Linked DNA regions of Zea mays: region 2 is linked to region 1. A link is a contact called in public Hi-C data. All regions are on one chromosome and are shown on one strand. The core of a region is the stretch at or near the end of the contact, and the rest is flanking DNA. Distances in the headings are between cores, read along the strand shown.

Region 1 (6,668 bases), core at 448-2,947:
ATGTGTGTAAAAATATCAGTCTCTCGTTTGAAAAAGAGGTTAACCGCATCACCGATCAATGCATCTACAGGAACAAGCTTGCATCTACAGGAACAATCCCGCTACCATTCCTGTACATACAAATTAAAAGAAAATGGTAGCTTACTGTCATTCCTGTACATATAAATTAAAATAAAATGATAGACATCACTTGTAGTTAGTAGATATGTTTACTGGGAAGAGGACCACAAACAAATATGATGCTGGAAGATGCTGAAACATATACAGTGTTAGAATCCTACACTTAACTCTAAAGTCCAAAAGTTATTCCCAACAATAATCACATTCTACCTTAGGCGACAGAAGCTGGATAAAGTGGGGTATATATCATATAACAAGCATTCGAGCATAACATTAGGCACTGCAAAAGTGATTAGTCTTGGCCTCTTGGGAAGGCTCCCTTCCAGCAGAGGGAGCCAAAAGACTCGATGAGAAACTGACATGTAAAGAGTGGCACATGATTTAACGACACAAAAAAATCATATTATACAACAGTGATGGCACATGATTTAGCCAATACAGACTTTAAATCAACCAACAGTAAAGTAGGTAGCACATGATTGAGCAAGAAATACGAAGTTCTATAATAAGTCCAACCAACAGGCCTTAGTTGCAGCAATACAGAATCGCACAAAGCACGAGAACCCTCTTTTGATCGCTAGGTAATGCAACGGCACCCAGCACCACATAAAATCACAAGGACAATCGTACGCAATTGGCAGAGGAGACCTTTACCCCCACCCCCACACCGCAGAACTGGCAAGATGCACACCTCCAAACGCAATTAACTCTATACACACTGATACGCACAGCAAATAACAGATGCCACAGTGCTGGCAGGAGACAATGGAAATGCCCAATCGGAAAAAAGGAATCAAAAAAATAATATGCAAGCACATGTAGAAACTACAGTTAAAATATATATAGATTAAAAAATCCCCAGTGCTCCCATTTCGATATGGACACTCAGACGCAGCGAAGTGCGCGCCCTCATCAGACCTAACCCAAAACATCATACTCACGTGTAAAAAGTTGGATCCGAAACGATGGACATCATCGCGTGAACTCTAGGTAGAGTAGAGAACAGCGGGAACCCTAAAAAGGCCCGGGATCTTACGAGTTACAAGTCGGAAGGCGTGGAGGGAGGACAGCTGCTAGATCTAACGAAACATGGCGCCGTGGGGGTGGAAGTGAGGAAGGGGTAGACGGACGCTGGGCAGGGAAGGGAACTGCATACTGTGTTACTGTATACTACGCACCTGGAGCTGGCGAACTGGGAGAGCTTTCCCGTGGAGGAGAAGACGATGAGCGCGACGTCGGCATCGCACAGCACGGAGAGCTCCTCAGCCTTCTTGAAGAGGCCGCGGCGGCGCTTGGAGAACGTGACCTGCCGCGCCGCCGCGCTCTCTATCCTCTTTATCTCCCGACGCTCCCTCGCCATACCCCGCCGCCGATCCCTGATCTCCGTGGACGACGCAGACACTCGGCCGCCGACCCACAAGAGAGAGGGCGGGTGTGGAAGAGCTCGGAGCAGCAAAGCCAACCGGCGGTTGGGAGTCGTGGTGTGTGATGCGGAAGGAGAGGAGAGGAGAGGAGGAGAGCGAGAGAGAGGAAAGGCGGAGGGGGAGGGGCAGGAAAGGGGATTTGCTCCAATTGGCAGGTCGGCATAAATAAACCCAGCCAGGCACGGCCCACGCGATTACCCCATGATCCCCGCGAGTAAACAAAGCATTAAAAAAACGGAAACTGGGAGAGGGAAAGGCAGACGAATGGCTACGGGGCCGGCCGGCCCAGTCAGTCATTGTTTATGCTCCCCTCGCCACACGGAACGGCGCGGCGGGGCCCGCCCACCCACGCACAGCATGACAGCAGGCAGTAGACGAGGCGTAGCGTAGGGATGGTGCCAAGCGGGCGAGGTAGATGATTCCTGAAAAGGAAAGGGAGAGTGCGGACTGCGGAGTGACCGAGTGAGGGGTGGCCGGGTGGGTGCTGCCGGACCAGAACAGTACAGCCTGTAGCAGGCGGCCGCGTGGTGCGCGGTGACGGTGCGCTCTCTGCTGGCTGGCTGCCCTGCCGTAGCCTCAGCCTCACTCTGCGGCGTTGTGGGAAAATCACAAATCAGGGAGAAAGCCGGCGGGGGTGGGAGCTGGGAAGGAAGGAAGAGAAGATGCCGTGTGCTGCGCCTTCGCTTCGATTGGATTGGGTTGGCCGCGTAGCGCGTACTGCTGCTGTGCTGCATCCGCCCGGATTCGCTGTTCCGGCCCCGATTCTGTGGTGCACCGCTGTGCCGCGCGCCGCCCCGGCCCCCGGGGATTTGGCGGGCCGCCCGGATCTCGCGCAGATCTGCCCTCGCTTCGCTTCATCAGTGAACACGGTGCGTGCTGCTTCGCGCCAGGTTGTTGTATTCATTACTCCCGCCGGTTCCATCAGCTTGGTCAGGGTAATTATGGACACAGTCTGCTTTTGCTCCGTTTGCGTATCAGTCAGTCCTGGGCAATCTTATCTCGATTCTGGTTCCACGTAGTGTCAGTACCAAACAACCACCAACCGTGCTAGAGAAAGAGAAGTCATATCAATACGAGAGATTACGGGCATATTTGATTCGTTACCTCAATTGTCACACTTTGCCTAACTTTTCTGCCTAAAGTTAGTTATTCAATTCGAATGACTAACATTAGACAAAGTGTGGCACATTTAGCCACAAACCAAACATGCCCTACATGATGAGGCATTGCATATTTGGTTCGGCCCTCATCGGATCTGCTTAGCGTCCCAGGCCACCGATTTCGGACGCGCGAGAGCTAGAAATGAATGTCTCGCAGGCAGCTGATTGGGAGTCCACGATCTAAACACACCCATGGTTATTGGTGGTGTGTGCTGTGGATTGAGAAATAGAAGAGGTGAAAGACCTGATTGATTGTCTGTATGTTTGAGTCTGAGTCTGACTCACATCTATTGAGATTGGCTCTAGCCGGTCTAGTTAATAACATACACTATCTTATGTTTGGTTGTATGTTTGTATAACATGATCCGTTAGATATGTCAGAGCATGTACAACCCATATAAATGTCATGTATCTTAAGGAATATTACTGTCGGAGACCATAATTAGGGGTACCTCCAAGACTCCTAATCTCAGCTGGTAACCCCCATCAGCACAAAGCTGCAAAGGCCTGATGGGCGCGATTAATGTCAAGACTCAGTCCACTCAAGGGACACGTTCTCGCCTCGCCCGAGCCCAGCCTCGGGCAAAGGCAGCCGACCCCGGAGGATTCACGTCTCGCCCGAGGGCCCCCCTCAAGTGACGGACACACCTTCGGCTCGCCCGAGGTCCAGTCTTCGCGGAGAAGCAACCTTGGCCAGATCGCCACGCCAACCGACCGTATCGCAGGAGCATTTAATGCAAGGATCGACTGACACCTTATCCTGACGCGCGCTCCTCAGTCGACAGAGCCGAAGTGAACGCAGTCACTTCGCCGCCCCACTGACCGACCTGACAGGAAAACAGCGCCGCCTGCTCCGCTCCGATTGCTGTGCCACTCGACAGAGTGAGGCTGACAGCAGCTAAGTCCAGCCTCGGGAGCCATGGGAAGCTCCGCCTCGCTCGACCCAGGGCTCGGACTCAGCCTCGACCCCAGAAGACGGACTCCGCCTCGCCCGACCCCAGGGCTCGGACTCAGCCTCGGCCTTGGAAGACGGTCTCCGCCTCGCCCGACCCAGGGCTCGGACTCAGCCTCGGCCTCGGAAGACGGTCTCCACCTCGCCCGACCCAGGGCTCGGACTCAGCCTCGACCCCTGAAGACGGACTCCGCCTCGCCCGCCCTAGGGCTCAGACTCAGCCTCGACATCGGAAGACGGACTCCGCCTCGCCCGACCCTAGGGCTCGGACTCAGCCTCGACCTCGGAGGAGCCTCCGCCTCGCCCGACCTCGGGCTCGGACCCGCCACGTCACAGGGAAGGCCATCATTACCCTACCCCCAGCTAGCTTAGGCTACGGGGGACAAGACCGGCGTCCCATCTAGCTCGCCCCGGTAAACAAGTAATGATGGCACCCCGCGTGCTCCATGACGACGGCGGCTCTCAGCCCCTTACAGAAGCAAGGAGACGTCAGCAAGGATCCGACAGCCCCGACAGCTGTACTTCCACAAGGCTCAAGCACTCCTCCGACGGCCACGACATCACATGAACAGGGCGCCAAAACCTCTCCGGCTGCCACGACGGCATGTACTTAGGGCTCTAGCTCCTCTCTGCTAGACACGTTAGCACACTGCTACAGCCCCCATTGTACACCTGGGCCCTCTCCTTACAGAAAGGAAGGTCCAGGGCTCTCGTACGAGAAGGTTGGCCGTGCGGGAGAACGGGCCGACGCACAGGGCTCCCTCTCCCTCTCTCTCCCTCCCACGCGGACGCTTGTAACCCCCTACTGCAAGCGCACCCGACCTAGGCGTAGGACAACACGAAGGCCGCGGGTTTCCCCTTTGCTGTTTCTCACCCCCCTTTGTGCTCCGTCTCGCGCCGACCCATCTGGGTTGGGACACGCGGCGACAATTTACTCGTCGGTCCAGGGACCCCCCGGGGTCGAAACGCCGACAGTTGGCGCGCCAGGTAGGGGCCTGCTGCGTGTTGACGAACAGCTTCTCGTCAAGCTCCAGATGGGCAGTCTCCAGCAACCTCTTCAACCCGGGACGATGCTTCGTTTCGAGAGTCTGGAGTTCATGACCCTCGACGGCAGCTACGACATGATACTCATTCCTCCGCCGCGCGACAACGACAATGGCGGCCGTCAGCCCGCCCGCCGGTGACAGAGTCGACGACGTCTTCGCCTCGTGGCGGAAGAGCAACATCCGGGTCTGTCCCGTCACCTTCCCCGCCGACGGAGGAGGAGGCGGGGCAGGCACGGCCAAGCAGGAGGCGGCACCTCGTTGGCTGTCGAGCGAGTCGACGGCGCCGGCGCCCCAGCGGGGGACGCGTCGGGCGTCGACCTCGCGTCTGAGACGAAGACGAGCGCTGTTTCCCCGCAACACGCCAACTCCAAGCAGACGGACGACGCCAGCACGCTCGCGAAGGACATGCTGGGCATTAGCCTCGTACCTGAGACAACGGTGCGGTCCGCCCCTGATGCGACTTCGTCACCACCCGTCGATCAAGAGGTACCGTCCGTTTCCCGTTCCATGCCTTTTAGATCTAGTTGCGACCCACCAAGCGACCCCGCTTCGGTGGACGCTTTCATAAAGGCATGTCCAAATCCTCCGGGGTATCATATGCGGTCACCCTGGGACCGGCTGACGGCCGTCTCGACCTACGGGCCTCTGGGTTCCGAGGAAGACGACGAGCCCGACTCTGGTTGGGATTTCTCCGGGCTCGATAACCCCAGTGCCATGCGGGACTTCATGACCGCATGTGACTACTGCCTCTCTGATTGCTCCGATAGCAGCCACAGCCTCGGCGACGAGGATTGTGGCCCAAGTCACGAATGCTTCCACGTCGATCTAGGGGGTCTCGACGAAGGCAACCATCTTGGTATGCCGGAGGACGGTGATCCCCCTAGGCCTGCGCCTCGCGTTGACATCCTTCGGGAGCTAGCTGTGGTCCCAGTCCCTGCGGGGGGTCAGGACGCACAACTCGAGCAAATCCGCGAGGTACAGGCCAGGCTCGACGAGGAAGCAGGACAACTTGTGCAGCTTCGGCAAAATATCGGGCAGGAGTGGGCAGGCCGAGCACCGGCCGGAGAAGCGCGTCACCTGGCCTAGGACGTCCAGCACAACATCGCCGACGATGCCAGGGCAAGGCTACCTCCGACTTCCAGTGGGGTCGGCCAGAACCTGGCTGCAGTAGCGATACTACTCCGAGCGATGCCGGAACCATCCACCACCGCGGGGCGGCGTATCCAGGGAGAGCTCAAGAATCTCCTGGAAAATGTCGCGGTCCGACGGGCCGAAAGCTCTGCCTCCCGAAGGCAGGGGTACCCCCGGAGCATCGCGCCGGGACTTCCTGATTCATGCGGGAAGCCTCGGTCCACACCGGGCGAACGCGGAACTCAGCGCCTGCGTCCCCGGGTCGCCTCGGCAACGAGCACCACCGCCGCGACCGTCGAGCCCACCTCGACGAGAGGGTGCGCCGAGGCTACCACCCCAAGTGTGGGGGACGCTACGACAGCGGGGAGGATCGGAGCCCCTCGCCCGAACCACCCGGTCCGCGGGCTTTCAGCCGGACCATACGACGGGCGTCGTTCCCGACCCGGTTCTGAACCCCGACTACCATCACCAAGTACTCGGGGGAGTCAAAGCCGGAGCTGTGGCTCGTGGACTACCGGCTGGCCTGCCAGCTGGGTGGCACGGACGATGACAACCTCATCATCCGCAACCTTCCCCTGTTCCTCTCCGACGCTGCCCGAGCCTGGCTGGAGCATCTGCCTCCTACGCAGATCTCCAACTGGGACGACCTGGTCAAAGCCTTCGCCGGCAACTTCCAGGGCACATACGTGCGCCCTGGGAACTCCTGGGATCTCCGAAGCTGCCGCCAGCAGCTGGGAGAATCCCTCCGGGACTACATCCGGCGATTTTCGAAGCAGCGCACCGAGCTGCCCAACATCACCGACTCGGATGTCATCGGCGCGTTCCTCGTCGGCAC
Region 2 (6,521 bases), core at 1,180-3,679, 200 kb after region 1:
GCACATTGTGCATTTGTTGGTGCTGCTGAGGGATGTGGGTTGGTATGTGGTCTCTTTTCAATGTAAAGGAGGAAGTTTTGTTGATCGTGTAGTTATACGGTATCATACAGTACAGTTTCATGGCACGTTTTTCCTTAGAAGAGGAAGAATACTTTACAATCTCCTCAGCGGTAAGCACGAGGTTTACCAGTGAAGATCGTGAAACGCAAACAGACGGACAGAGCTATCACACACACACACACACACACACACACACACACACAAACTCATTTGCGACCTAAAGCCCGACACGAACGGCGCTAACTCATTGAGGAAACAGAAGCGATGTCACGTCAACTGCCCGAAACCCACTCGGACCCACGTATTATGCCTCATCCACAACCTGCCTGGACAGATTTCATGGCGATGCGTGAACGTCCTGGGGTGTTCCTTTCCTTCCAAAGCATCAAGACCGAGCCTACTCAGAAAAAAAAAACTGTCTGCTGAAGATATGCAACCCAAGTGATCCATTGTGGCATTGTTTAGCCCGTGGCGACGGGAAGGCGCAGAAATTTTCCACATTTCCTTGGGCTCTATGGCCTCTTCATTATACAAGACAAAGGTGTATCAGTTGTGTAACTGTAAAAAACAGATCGGCTCTTTTGCACAATACTGTACATCCCTCAGCAAACAGTTTCTTCATTATATGAGTTCTTGTGATTGTTGGAGACCTGGTGCATTGGTGCTATCTGCAAGTCTGAACATCACAAATTTGCTTGAAATGCCATTGTATTTGTCTGTTGTCTTGTGATTTTTAGGACGTCATATTTTCCATTTTTTTATTTATCCATCTATTTCATTTTAACCTGCCCATTTTCTTTCATTTTAATCTGTCCATTTCTTTCATATTTACCTGTCCATTTCCCGTAGTAAAATTTATGCCTGTTCCTCTAATGGATGGTGTCAAGAAGACAACTGTGAACGTCATAGATCAACACAGATGATACATCATATGAGAAACTTATCACCAAGCTACAAGTCACGCAAACAACAACAACTGAAAAGAGAAGAAAACCCAGCAAGAACAAACCAGATCAAGAGGTACAAATCACAGCCTACTAGACTGCAACTGATAAGAATATTCCCTGACTCCAGTCCATTACCATGTATTCATTGTGTATGCAGTCGGTTTATAACTGATGTGATGTTGCTGCTCTCCCGGGAAGCTAGAACAGCTTCACTCCATAAAAGCGCCGCTGCAGGCTGCAGCCTTTTCACATTCCATAAAAGAAGCAGAATCAACTCTCCTGATCCTTACGGAGCATCTGCACCAACAATTTGCGTTTGTAGGAGTATGCCGTTGGAGTCCCAGTGATGTCTGAAAGTAAGAGCTTCCTCGCCATGTTCTTGAATTCACAATTGGTAGTCTCATCTGGCCGACTGTAAAACACCCCTTCCTTAAGGTCAAAGGCAGGAGGTGATAGCAGCTCCGTTCTGGTGCTGGTGCCGGCATGGCTGTTGTCCTCGGCGGGGGCAACCTTCTTGACCCCAATAAAAGCTTCAGCGAAGCGGTGGATGTATATGGTGCGGTAGTTCTGCGGCAAGCTGAACGCGCTCAACGAGTCAATTGGGGCGGCAAGAATGCCTCCATGCTTGAGCACCCGATCGGCGAAGGCGAACCTGTCAGCGTCTTCGTTGAAGTACCCGAAATCCAGCAGAAAGTCCACTGACGACTCCCCTATCATCAGCATCCGCCGCAGGTCCTGCTTCGGTGCGGTCGAATCGCAGACGCCATTGGCGACGAGGACGACGGCGCGGGCTCCGTGGACGGGCAGGCCCTCCTGGTGAAGGTCGCGCAGCAGGAGCTCCGCCTGGGCCGCGGCTGCGCCGCACGTGTCGACGGCGCGGCCTCGGGCGGGCGCCTCGGCGGGGCGGAGCCATGGCAGGAAGAGCAGCGCGACGGCAAAGAGCACGGAGCGCGCGAGCACGCGGAGGGCGCGCGGGCCGGGGAGACGGATCACGACGATGTCAGCCGGCATCGCGGACGCCGGGCTGAGCTGAGCGAGAGCGCTGTCTTTTGCCGTTTGAGTCGGCGGTGAAGAGAAGGCCGGCGCGGAAGATGGTGAGGAGGCGAGCTTAGCGGGTGCAGAAGCGAGCGGCGGTGTGGTTGCCACCCACGAGGGCGAGGCGGGCGGGCGGCGCCCGGAGAGTGAGGAGGATGAGCTCCCGGATCCGCTCGGTCTCCATGGTGGTGGATCTGCGCAGTTGGGTTGAGATAGGAGTGGCTCTGCTGTTAGATCTCCATCGGCGGTGGCCGCCGGTGGGATGGTGGTGCGGAATTGGGAGGTTCCGCTTCCGTGTGGGAATTGGGATGGAGGACGGCGGCGAGCGGCTGTGCGCTGCGCCGGAAGTTTATGTTTGGTCTGGACCGCTGGACCGAACGGTTTCGGAACGATTTCGTGGGGTGGATGGTGGATTCTAGCAAAGGGGCCGGATTTCATGTTTGGTCGTTCGTCTCATTCAGTTTTGGGTTGGGTTTTTGGCCAAACTCCGTGTTGAGTATTTGGAAATGGTCCTAATCTCCAAATCATCAAATGGAAGTAGGGCCGTAAACCAGCCAAGCCGGCTCGGCTCGATGTGGTGATTGAGCTCAACTCACTCAACGAACTTCAAAACGAGCCTCACCTCGGCTCGATATCGTCTCCCGAGCCGACTAGGCTTGGCTCGTGAGCAGAGATGATAATGTGTACCCAAAATCTGATGAGTTTTTATCGTATTAGTGTATGAGGTTTGAGTCAATTTTCATACCCATGGATTTGTTAATGGGCATAAATCTAACCCGACGAGTTTATGTGTACGGGTTTGTTTCTACAGTACTCAAACTCGTGAACTCGTGAGTTTTTTAAATCCGACAAAACCTAGTACATGTTGCCATTTTATTTTATAAACGAACAACAAACTTGTTATCTCTCTATTTACTTCCTAATTTACAAATGGTGAATGTATAAATAGTTGGTGAGAGTGTTGCTTGCTTGCTATTTTAGTTTTTACTAGCATTATATATGTGATGGATGGATAACTTAGTGCAAGGTCACTTGATTATACAACTTATTATTTGTATTTCATTCTCTCTACTAATAATTTTTATACCAAATCATGAACTTGTTGTTCATCACATAAATTTTGGACCATGATCTCATTAATCATTACAATACTTATTGATTATGAGAAGAACAAGCATATTGGAGATAAAACCCGCGGGTAACCCATGGGTACCCGCTAACCCGATGGGTACGGGTTTAGACAAAATTTCAAACCGTCATGGGTACGTGTTTTTAATGGGTATAGATATTTTTCAGGGTACGAGTTTGGGATGGCAAAACCCAGCGGGTTTGTACCCGTTGCCATCTCTACTCGCGAGCTGTACCTTTAAAAATAATTTTGTATTGTATAGTGAATTAATAGTCTATAAATATGAAATAAATAATCATAATGTGTCATTATAAAAATCTAAATTATAAATGTCATGTATCCATTATTGACTATTAATAATCATAATGTGTCATTATAAGATTAAGAAACGAGTCAGGTATCTATAAAATTATCTAATATCTATCATTATTGTGTATGTTAATTAATTTTGTGCAGCCGGCTCGCGAGTCAGAGCGGCTCGGCTCGGCTCAGCTCATTGCCTAACAAGCTTGAAAACCTGGCTCGGCTCGTGAGCCGCTCTGAGCTCGAGCCGACTTGCGAGGTTCGAGCTTTTTTCGACACTAAATGAAAAAACAAGTGAGCATAATCTTGCATTACCAAAGAATTCAGTTTGTTATTTTTGTAACTCCTATATATTTTTTTACCTTAAAAATATATTCGGAACTAAGTGTGTCGGATCTTTGGACTATAGTTTAAATTTTGGATGATAATTAGAAAACTGAATATGAGTTATCTATGAAACTAATTGCATGAGCGATGGCTAATTCATGAGATAAATCTATCAAACCCAATTAATTAGAGTTATCATATGTTACTGTACAAGACTAAAGCTAACCATATATTAATTAGAGATAATAGTTTGCATTAAGAATTAGCCACAAATTATGCAATTTATTTTATAATTAGCTCATGTATAGTCCTTCTAATTGGTATCCAAAATCTTAACTAAACTTTACCTTGTAAATAACAAAATCACGTATTTGGGTGGCATAATATTGAATTTATAATGTTTGCTGATTTAAGCTAAAAGGAAAAAAATTCCAAAAGTTTAATAAAATGGTAATGACAAAAAATCCTTCCAAATGCCATTTGACAAAAATAATTATTTGTGCTATAAATATAGTTCTTAAAGGAGATAACAAATGCTACTAGGACAGAAATACTTTATTTAAAGATCCATTAATCTTTTGTTTTTCACTCTTAGGTCTTTTATTGAGCTAGAGCCTCTCTTTCCTTTTGACATAAACATAGACCTAATAACGAGTCATCCAACCCAAAAAAAATGCTAGAGTGTCATTGGGTTTAGGTCATGATTCTTTACTCGGGACAAGAAACATCTCAACTCGATCCATTAGTTCTTGGAGACAGATGAAAACCCTATGTTTGTGTTTTGGTAATTGAGCGGTAATTAATAGACTAACCTTTATCATTAGTGTTGCGATTGAGCTAGGTTATGTCAACACCAAGGGTTGAGCAAAGGTGGCACTCATAGAGGAAATAAGAGGTTGCCCCATACGATGATAAGCTAAAAGAGAGAAAAAAAACAAAAGTCCACATATACTATGATAAGCTAAAAGAGAAAAAAACTCTAGGTGCATAGTTACTGACCTCTTTAAGTGTTCTATTTAGGTTGTACCATGCATCTCACCAGATACGTATGGTGAGTACTTTATTTCTTCCACTCATCTGCAACCTCTCTGGATACCTTATCTGGTGCATCACTTGACATGTTTGGTGAGTGTATGACCTCTCACACTCGTCTGCAACTCGTCTGCAACGCAGGATACGTCGACATACTATCTGTTCTGAGCAAGGCAAGTCGTTTTTGGTGCATCATATTTTGTATACACATCAGACATGTTCATTGACTTTGCACCACCACCAACTCATTTGTTTTAAACACCTTTTGAATTGGTTTGAGCTCACACTTCACTTGGGCTTCCATAAGGCTACCTGCAACTAGATTTTACAAGTGTACGTCATCACTAGACTTACCTAGGTCAAGATATTTATCAATGTCCTCATTTATAGTAAGACCAAAGAAAAAAAATAATAAAGACTCAATCGCTAATCTATGTATCTATCAACTCTATTTACACTTAGAACTAGTCGATCCTTGATCTTCTTGTTTATCTTTTGAAAATCAATAATTAACTTCTATCAATAGGGGCATGAAAACCATATAAGCCTAATCAACCACCATTACTATTACCTAACTCAATTTTTCTCCGCAAAACACATGTTAGATGTAGTAGCCTCGATGAATAAGCGGCGACTCCTTTTTTTCTAGGCTTTGATGCTTAGGATGCGATGTTCAATCGTAGGACTGAGATCGATCTGATCCGGAGTTGGAAGCGAACCTTGCGCACTGCATAGTTTGTTTCTCTTTCTTTTATATTATGATTAACACTATTTGATCTGCAGTAATTGTTCGCTAAATTTTTGCTTATTACTACTCTTGGTTTATTTTCAGGGATGGGTCGTGATCTATCCAAGAAATTTTGGAGGTAAACTATCACTCTATTTTCTTGATTTACATGGAAGTTTAGCGCATCAGTGCACGTGTACGCTGAAAGTAGGGGTGGATATTTAGCCAGCTCGGCTTGTTATGTCTTGTTACTATAACGAGTCAGCTCGGCTCGGCTCATTATACTAACGAGCTAAACATCAGTCTTGGCTCGACTCGTTAGAAAGCTTGAGCCATCTTGTTAAAAATCATAAACTTACAGATTTATATACATAAATATATATATATATATATTTTAAATACAAAGATTTATATACATAAATATAAAGATTTATATACATAAATATATATATATATATATATATATATATAACAAAAAAAAATCATATTTTAAGTGTTTAACACTACAAACCCAAAACCTTTATAATATTATTATCCTGTCATCGTCCTAGCTTCTAAATTTTAATATTAAATTAAATAACCAAATATGTATTAACTTACAGATTTACAAACCCTTATTATAATAAGATAGCAACAAGCATCATTATAAAGTAATTCATCATCCATTCCAAAAACATGTAACATTTCATTGCACAACAGTAACATTATATGCTGTTAGAAACAAAGTTCACAAAACCATAACCAATAATCAAATATTAAATATGCAATGTAGATATGTAGCCATGCAATAATGCAAATATTTAAGCACATGACACATCCATACATGTCCATATCATAGATCATAACTACGAGAAAACAAGACTATGAGAGATGAGACGACACCAACGACTAGACAAACTTGTGTTGTGGCTTGACTCGTTTGGCTCGCGAGCTAGCTCCCGAGCTAACCCGAGCTGGTTCA

What was found. A called contact is a pair of places that touch in the nucleus more often than the background predicts.
Region 2: a Hi-C map of leaf shows a contact between it and region 1, with 9 times the contacts expected there. The contact joins the promoter of LOC100274066 here to the promoter of LOC542033 in region 1. A contact is called at or near these places in 14 of 25 Hi-C or Micro-C datasets (bundle sheath, ear, endosperm and 5 more) and 1 of 3 datasets of contacts at active chromatin or transcription factors (leaf).

What each region holds. Positions count from the first base shown.
Region 1 is chr4:183,882,280-183,888,947 of Zm-B73-REFERENCE-NAM-5.0, forward strand. LOC542033 (MADS19) reads right to left here and starts at 1,698. Exons shown (of 8, transcript NM_001111678.1): 1 at 1,299-1,698. The coding sequence starts at 1,480.
Region 2 is chr4:184,080,518-184,087,038 of Zm-B73-REFERENCE-NAM-5.0, forward strand. It overlaps LOC100274066, which reads right to left and starts at 2,430. Exons shown (of 1, transcript NM_001148445.1): 1 at 932-2,430. The coding sequence starts at 2,018. The coding sequence ends at 1,278.